2 separate regions of the Cydia pomonella genome follow, and region 1 is linked to region 2. A link is a contact called in public Hi-C data. All regions are on one chromosome and are shown on one strand. The core of a region is the stretch at or near the end of the contact, and the rest is flanking DNA. Distances in the headings are between cores, read along the strand shown. Region 1 holds the start of LOC133520366 (zinc finger protein Elbow). Region 2 holds the start of LOC133520353 (zinc finger protein Noc).

What was found. Hi-C and Micro-C count contacts between places; a contact is called where the count stands out from the background.
Region 1: a contact with region 2 is called in a Hi-C map of whole body, with 5 times the contacts expected there. The contact joins the promoter of LOC133520366 here to the promoter of LOC133520353 in region 2. A contact is called at or near these places in 2 of 2 Hi-C or Micro-C datasets (both in whole body).

Annotation. Positions count from the first base shown.
Region 1 is chr8:1,701,963-1,706,322 of ilCydPomo1, forward strand. LOC133520366 (zinc finger protein Elbow) reads left to right here and starts at 2,246. Exons shown (of 2, transcript XM_061854746.1): 1 at 2,246-2,480. The coding sequence starts at 2,421.
Region 2 is chr8:1,284,542-1,288,712 of ilCydPomo1, forward strand. It overlaps LOC133520353 (zinc finger protein Noc), which reads right to left and starts at 2,416. Exons shown (of 2, transcript XM_061854728.1): 1 at 2,208-2,416; 2 at 507-2,039. The coding sequence starts at 2,294. The coding sequence ends at 789.

The DNA.
Region 1 (4,360 bases), core at 996-3,495, 420 kb after region 2:
TCATTGCCATTAGTAATTAGTCATTAAATTAGAGGTTGCCAGAGCTCAACGAGGGGGGGTCGGGTTTGGGGTCGGCAACGCGCATTTGACTCCTCTGGAGTTGCGGGCGTACATAGGCTACGGTGACTGCTTACCATCAGGCGGGCCGTATGCTTGTTTGCCAACGAGGTAGTATAAAAAAAAAGTCATCTCAAAGTCCTTCTTAAAATTGTTGCTTTCCTGTTGATTAGTAAATTCAGACTGAACTTATAATTTAAAATATATTTCATAATAAGTACTAACTTAAAATATCACGAATAGGTAGTAAGTCCGCAAAAAACTAAGGGTCTCCCCAAACTAGTCGACGCCGTTTCGGCAAATCGCGTACGGAAAAAGCTTTATGTCAACGCAATAAGAGCGAATAAGTCGTAAATCGGCTCGGCTCACGCGAAACGACGTCTTTCGACGGGAAAACGGCGTTTTGCCGTAAAGCTGTTCGCATTCGTACGACGCTGTTTGCAGCCTACCGCACACGTTCGCATTCATAAATCTCCTTATACCGCCGTACGGTGCCGGAAAGAGTTGAACGGCTCCGATCACGGCCGAGTACCTACGATAAGGACCGGTCAGAGCCGGGGGAAGCCGTTCAGCGTCTTCGACGGCCGAACATAGCTGACGACGGCCGAACAGAGCCGATGACGGCCGAAGTAGCTACTGATGCGTTTGTATTTGTTCATTTGAATTATTACCCACATTCAAATCTGCAATAGATCTGACAACACGGAAGTAATAATGACGGAGGAACATTTAATAATATTAGTCGGTAAATATAAGTGTTTATATGACGTGTCTGACTCTAAGTATAGTGATCAAGTGTGCAAGTAAAATATCCATCATCACAGGTTATTATATAATATGTAACAATTACCAAGGAAAATAATCTTACAGGCCTGTTCAATTTCAAACTCAGGTTGTTACTAACAACCAGTCTCCAAAAATGAGATTTACGATTGCCGATCACCCGCTGTCCTACATCTGTTCGTCGGACTCAACGGCTGTACGTGTGCTGTCTGACGTCTCGACGGCAGGACGGAGCACGGGAGAGCCGACCGTCGCTTTACAACTGTTGCGATAGCAAGTCGCAGGCGATCGGGCGTCTCTACGGCCGCAAGGAGGATGAGACTGCTAAACGCAGGTGTCCAACCGCGGAGACGGTCGATCGGCTAAATGCGAATAGTGTGGTGTAAAACACTCGGCGAAAGCCGACTCCGCGTCGACTGGTTTGGGGAGACCCTAAGACTATCATTTAAGACCAAGATTATCCTTAAACCGTCATTTAAAAATGTGAGAAATCCATGAAAACAGAAAACCTTAATATAGATAGCATTAAACATAGAACAAAGACCACCCAAATATTTTACAATCATCCTTTCAATTTTCAAAAGAGCTTAATTCATAAAAATAACAAGGCAGTTAAGTCACTTTCTTTTTTTAAAGTTGAACCCTCGTTAAGCATTTTTACAAACAAAAATTGGAGAATCATTACTGTTTACAGTCCCTTTTGTTAGATTACAGAAATTGCGATGAGTCAGGTTCGTCAATAATGGAAGTGGTGAAGTGCGTTTTTTAAAAACGCGGCCGGTGGTCTTAAATGAGGGTTGGCTTTGCTTATTACCTGGCTTACGCAAGAATAAGCCATTTTATTGACTAATTTGAGTATTTATTTTGTTATAAAACATTTAGGATTGCTTATCATTAGATATTCGACAAAAAAAACCTATTGTTTGTAAGTATAGACAAAAATATGAAAGCCCTACCTCAAATCACAAAATGTAGCTTGCGTGCACCTTGGAGATCAATTCGAACTTCAAATCAAATTTTCTTTAAACAAATCTCAACTTGGTGTTGATTAAATAAGAAAATAATCTTAACAACCCTAAATTAAGTTTAGATAAGCTTGGCATATAGCTTCAAATCTCGCTGTACGAAACTATTTTACTTTACGAAAAAACAAATAAAAAGCCGCGCTAAACCGCAACTCAAACCGCTCAAAACTAAATTACCCCATTCAATTTCCCCGCGATGCATCTCTGTCGTCACTAGCGTTTGACTGCGTTGCATATTTTATATAATCCTTTCATCAAAACGAGGGAAAACGACTTATAAATTTTTCCCAAGCGCGAGCGGGACGGGGCGACCAGCGGGGTGTCAAACAGCGGTGGGGATAAGACGGCAAAGCTCCCGCAAAGTACACAGAATGCAAAAATGGCGCGGCGACGAGTGACAAGGTGTCAGGGAAGGGGGGGGCCAAGCGCTCAGTCCGCTGCCGACCGCCGAACGAGACGCACGTGCTATTTGTGAACGGATATGACGGATTAGTGTAGTGAAGTGTTGTGTGTGATTAATCTTTTAAGCTGGAATCTAACGGATTGTGGGGCAACATGCTCACGTCAAGCAATCAGTATTTACGGCCGGATTATCTGTCGCCTTTACCTACCACGGTAAGTTTCATTAAGAGCTTTTAGCAAAGTTAGTTCTGATTTAAGTAAAACTAAAATGTTGAAACTTTAGTTCTGGAGATAATATAAAGTAGTATCAATTTTAAATCTTAAGCTTAGTTAATATATTGAAGATATTACAGAACAAAGAGGCGAGAAACGATTAATTAATTAAAAATAACTTTGAATACGTAAACAATAACATTGAACTCACGAAAACACGCATCATAAAGAAAGTCTCGTTCTTTGTTCAAGTTTCCAAATTTGATATACACCCTCGTAAATTATTCTTGAACAAATAAATCGCGAAACAGGACATAAATGCTACAATAACTTCTCATAACAATGACTTTAATAACTAGTCGTTCTTTACCACTGACATATACAATTCTAACTAGAATATTACTCTTTGTGATAATGTAAACAGAGTCGTAAAACTGGATAATTACGAAAAGAATGGATAATAGACAATAATGAGCACAGGAACTGGCATTAACGACCGAAGCAATGAATCAACGGACATGCAATTTGAAATGCTGCGGTCAATAAAATAAAAATATTTCAAGAAAGCTTCAACTTCTTAATTGATGTCGTGGAAGTAGATTCGTAAAAAAAATACTTTCAAGTCCTCTGCTTTTGAGTTTTGTAAATAAAATCACATTTTAACGTCTACATTGCAATGCTGCCATTGGTTTTTTTTTCGTAAGTACCGGGCTTTGTTTGTTCTTCATCCCCCACCTGCTTTTCGTCATTTCATAAATATTAAGTGATCGGTCTTGTCACAAGATTTCTGGTATAAATCTACTCTAATCTTAGAAAAAACTTTAAAGTATTAATTGGATTTAAAAACCGATTTTTGTTCAGTCAAGTGCAAAAATATGTATCGAAAGAATCGTCTCATAAATATGGTACTACGCTCTTATTACACTGGAATAAGATGCTATGGGACATATTTTTGAGTAAGATGTGTACACCCATATTTTTACACTTGACTGATCATTAAAGTTTTGAACTTTTGGGCTAACCAAAAGAATAAGACAAATCAGTTAACTGGATACACTATGTATACAAAAAACACTAAATGAAAATAAAAATAACAATAGAGAGGCAATTAATTTTTACTGGATAATCATTTTCGTTAGCATTTTTATTTTCATTTCTCCTCCGTTATTTCATATGTCAATTTATTTAGAAATAAAATTTGCGCTGTAGTTTGTAATTTTTACTACACACGTTTAAACAAACTAAAAGCCAGAAATCTTTAGTTTTTATATGAAGTATAAAAATAGTTGAAACGAGAAAATGTTAGAAAATACTAGTAAAGCAATAGTATTCATATTCATATTCATATTCCTTTATTGATAAAATTGCAAATTTTACAAGTCAAAAGGTAATACAATATATAATTAGGTCTATGTCAATTAAGAGTACAATTAAGATAATAAATAATAATAATCAAATTCAATTACAGTAAAATAAAAACAGTATAAAAATAATCAAAACAATTCAAATATCCAATAAATTAAATTATTATTATAATATTCTGACATGTCAAAATTATCAAATTAAATAATATAAAATATAACAATATAAAATATTAATAATCAACACAATTCATACATCCAATAAATTAAATTAAATTAAAATTCAAATCATTATATTCTGACATGTCATAAAAGGCATTTGTAGTCAGCCATTTTTTTAATCGATTGTAAAATATCAGGTCATTTTCAATAATCTTTATGTTGCCGGGTAGTTTATTATAGATACCTGGCCCCGCAACATATACCGTTTTGTTGGATTTCGCAAGTCGACAACATGTCGAGTCCAACATATTTTTGTGTTTTTGTGTAATACGTGAACTTTTAAATGTCTTTATTGGA
Region 2 (4,171 bases), core at 1,166-3,665:
TAAAAAAAACTTGACATTAACAAAGCTGACAGCTCTCGGCTTTGTTATTAATGATGCTCGTCAGGCTAACGCGCGTTTTTTATGCCATTCAATTAAATGAATTATTTTGTTAGTTATTCCCCGAGGTGTGGGTGGCGTGATCGTGATTGCTATCTCGTTTTACCGCGATCCCGCTGATTGACGGCCCTAATGTGTGCGCTGGCGCTGTATTAATCAATCACGCAGTTTATTACGTCTTCTTGTCGAGAGCTGGAACATTTTGTTTTGATGTTACTTTGACGTTGATTGCTTATGCGCTTTTTATATTTACAATTTATACTCCCACGTAATATAAATACTCAACATTCATTAATTCAAGTATTTTACTTTGTGAAATATCAAACGGATCTATGAATTTTTCATGTTTTTGTGTCAATGAATATTCAACAGATACGGACCATTAATCTCCTTAATGAAAGCCATAAATCAGAGGGCGTTTTATGAGCGAGAGTCAAATAAAAATAAACTTTTATGATTGGTATGTAGATATTATATTCCAAATAATTCCTTTAATATTAAACATAGAGATTATTATTTACATATAACATTTGGCTGTACAGAGTCACATCGTCCGAGCTAGCGCATCGCCGGCGATTCCACTTACATAAATAACTATGTTACAATTGCACTAATCACTAAATTTGTCATGGCGCGTCCCGCCGTAGAACATGAGTTAGAGTCTATCGATATCACAGAAGAAAATTGGACAATACAACATTAATTTATGACATTCGTATGCACTACACTGCCTACTGGTGGACGGCGGCCGCGCCGAGCCTTTGGCCGTACATCGCGTACGGCGAGTAGAACGGGCCTAGTGCAGGGTTGAAGGCACCGTAGGGGGATGCACCGAGACCGGCTGGGAGACCGGCCTTCGAGTACGGGTGGTACCGCGAGGCCGAGAGCGGACTCAACGGGGCCGTCGGATATGCACCGCGGAGGCCGGCTGTGGTAAACAACGGGTTCAAGGGATTAAGCAGCGATGGCTGTGACGAGGAAACCGTCGATGGCGTCGATCCGTCCGTCGTATGACTCCTCAAATGCTGCAGCAGCTCCTCAGAATTTCCAAATCGCTTCCCACAGTAAGATTCCCCGACAATCCAGTTGCAAACGTACGGGCGGCTTAGTTGCGGGTAAGGTAGTCCGCCGGCGGCGCCTTGCTGTGATAGTGCCATCGCCATAGCGATGTTGTATTTTTGGTGGTCGCACTGAGTGCACCCGGCGGGACAGCTGCCGTTGCTCATGAGGAGGTGATGGTTGTTCACTGAGAATTGGCATCCGGTACAGTAGGGGTCTTTGCACACTGGCACTAGAGTTTCTCCACCGGCGGGCGTTTTGACTCTAGCGTAGCCAAGGTACGGGTTGGGGGATGATCCTGGGAATCCAGCGGCAGCAGCGAGCATGGCTGCGTGGTGAGCGCTGAACGGAGCGCCGGCGTACGGCGGCCTGAAGGCAGGGTTGGCATGCTGCTCCATCCCTGGAGGACAGCAGAGGCCGGCAAGCGGATTGAAGCCAGATAATCCGGGCAGATTTTTGAAAGCTGCCAGCGGGTCTTTTCCGTGTCCTAAAACTTCTAACCCAGATCGGATAATTGGGCTTGTGCCTGAAGAGCCAGCGGGTGAAGATTTCTGCTCATTGGATGGGCTATTTTTGCCATTTTCGCCGGATGGTGGAGTAGATTTCCTTCCAGGCGTGCTCTTGCCTGATTTTTTGTCGTCCGAACTGTCGGAGCTAGCTTTAGATGAAGGGCGCTCCTCGGGTTTCTTTGACACAACATTGGCTTCATAAGGTTTGAAAGCCAGATGTTTGTTGTCCGGGGTAGAACGCGGTTTGTCCGGTTTCATACTGTTTGGTGATGAACGAATAACTGTGTCACTAACACTATTCACTGATTTCTTCTTGTCGAGCGGCGGGAGCAGCGGTTTGGACGGGGTTGTGTCCGCACCAATCTGACTGCAGGTTTGCGCTAAAAGCGCAAGCGGGCTTTTCTTAGAGTCCAACTGTAACAAAGAAAAAATAACATAAGTTTCATTTTGAACAATATTATGCAGATTTTTTCCAACATTAGATACCCTAATACTAGATACAGTTTTATTTTTCATGTTTTATATTTTTAAAGTTTTTTTTAAATTTAGTAGAAAAAAAAACAATTTAAGTAAAATACTTACAGAGGACGGAAGCGGAGCCAAATAATCAGGCTGTAAATATTGATTAGGATTAGTAGCCATCATTCCTCCGTCTTCAAGCACCACCATTTGGCTATAACTTTTACTATCACTTGTAAACTTCACTGCGATCACGGAATGCCTCTGGCAAGTACTCTGTCACGGCGCGAGAACGCGTGCGATCGTGGCGGCGGCTGCGAGGACTGTGAGCGAGGCCCCACCAGTCGCCTAGCCCCCCGCGCGGGCAGAGCGAGTCAGAGCTACAGAGGAGCTTTGTCAGAGCGGGAGGGGCAGACGTCTCCGCTGCAGCGTACGGCGATAAAAAATAAAGCGGAAACGACACATAGCTGCATTGCGGTAGGGTGAAAAGGAAAGGCGGCTTCGCCGGGTGCGGATTGAGACGTGCGCGGGTGTCGGCTCGCCACCCATGACGCTTTGACTCGCCGCCGTACCTGACCGCTGCACCGCGCGTTTTTACCCGACATCGCGTTTATTACGGCGTCATCGCTTCACATTCGGAACTACTTACTTTTACGAGTCTCTTTATGCTCAGTTCAAAGGGGATTTCATTCCACGAACTTTGACGCTTTTAGGTGCTCTGGATATTTAACAGCATTGACAGCGCTAAGTCTATAACGTTAATGTTAATCCGACACTAAAACCTGTCAAACACGGGTTCCGGACCCTCCGTAGCGATCAAATTAAATATGTCAATTTGGGGACCCATATCAACAGCTGCGGGTGACGTCGGCCCTTTAGAAATATTGCTTATTGTGTCCAAACAAAGATACTAAGTATAATGTATGGGCGGAGGACAGGGTAGTAAATAACCCGCGGGCTGTAATATATTTGACAGCGCGCGGACACGCGAAACAAAAAACATGTTTATTGCGATCGGACGCGAGGCCGAGGGGACGGCGGGGCCGATGAAAGAGGCCTCTTTTATGAAAATAATGGCTTAAATTTTTGTGGAAACTTTATTGTGAAAAATGCTTATAAAATTTCGCATTTGTAAATCTTTAAGGATAAATAAAAGAAAATGTCGGCCGCCTAACTTAGTCGTTAGTGACCTCGCCTACGAAGCAGGCGGTCTCGGGTTCGAAGTCTTTTTTTTATACTACGTCGGTGGCAAACAAGCATACGGCCCGCCTGATGGAAGGAAGTAGTCTGGTTAGGGCATTTATTTGTGTGTTCATCACATTATTCCTGAGTTATGGATATGTTATCTATAAGTATATCTAAGTATGTACATATTTACATACCTATCTACATAATGTATATCGTCACCTAGTACCCATAGTACAAACTTTGCTTACTTTGGGGCTAGATCGATCTGTGCAAAATTGTCCCCAAAATATATTCAAAACAAATCTGCTATAAGTATTTATTTGATTAACGATTAATGAAATTATAGCCCATTGTAATTTTTTTATTTTTAAGATACAGAAGGCAAACGATCAGACGGGTCACCTGATGGTAAGATGGATGGTCATACTTGTTTATGTTCAACTTATGGCAGACACTAAAACATTAAAGACATCATTTGCAAGATTTACCTAGGTATTTTAATAAAATGTTTCAGCGTAGGTACATGCGTAACATTTACTTTATCTTAAAGTGTTTATGTTAACGGCACCAATCATGGGACATTTAAGAGAAAATTTGGAGTATTTTTGATATTTCACGACTTCTGTGAAACTTCTACCGCTTTATGATTTAAAAGTTGAATGTCCAATCGATGGTTCTTGTTTATGGTAAAACGTTGCCAGCGATTAAAAGCTTATGGTAAATACTTGTTTTACAGGATTTGTCTATACCATCCCATTACTGGTGCCTGTTCCATTATAGGGGTGTTTACTATACCCACTTTTTGAATCTACACTTAATCTTTACCAAATCTCTCAAAGTTATTATTGATTTTGTTGACGTATGCCATCACAGTATACCACTGTTTATTTTTTTACTCG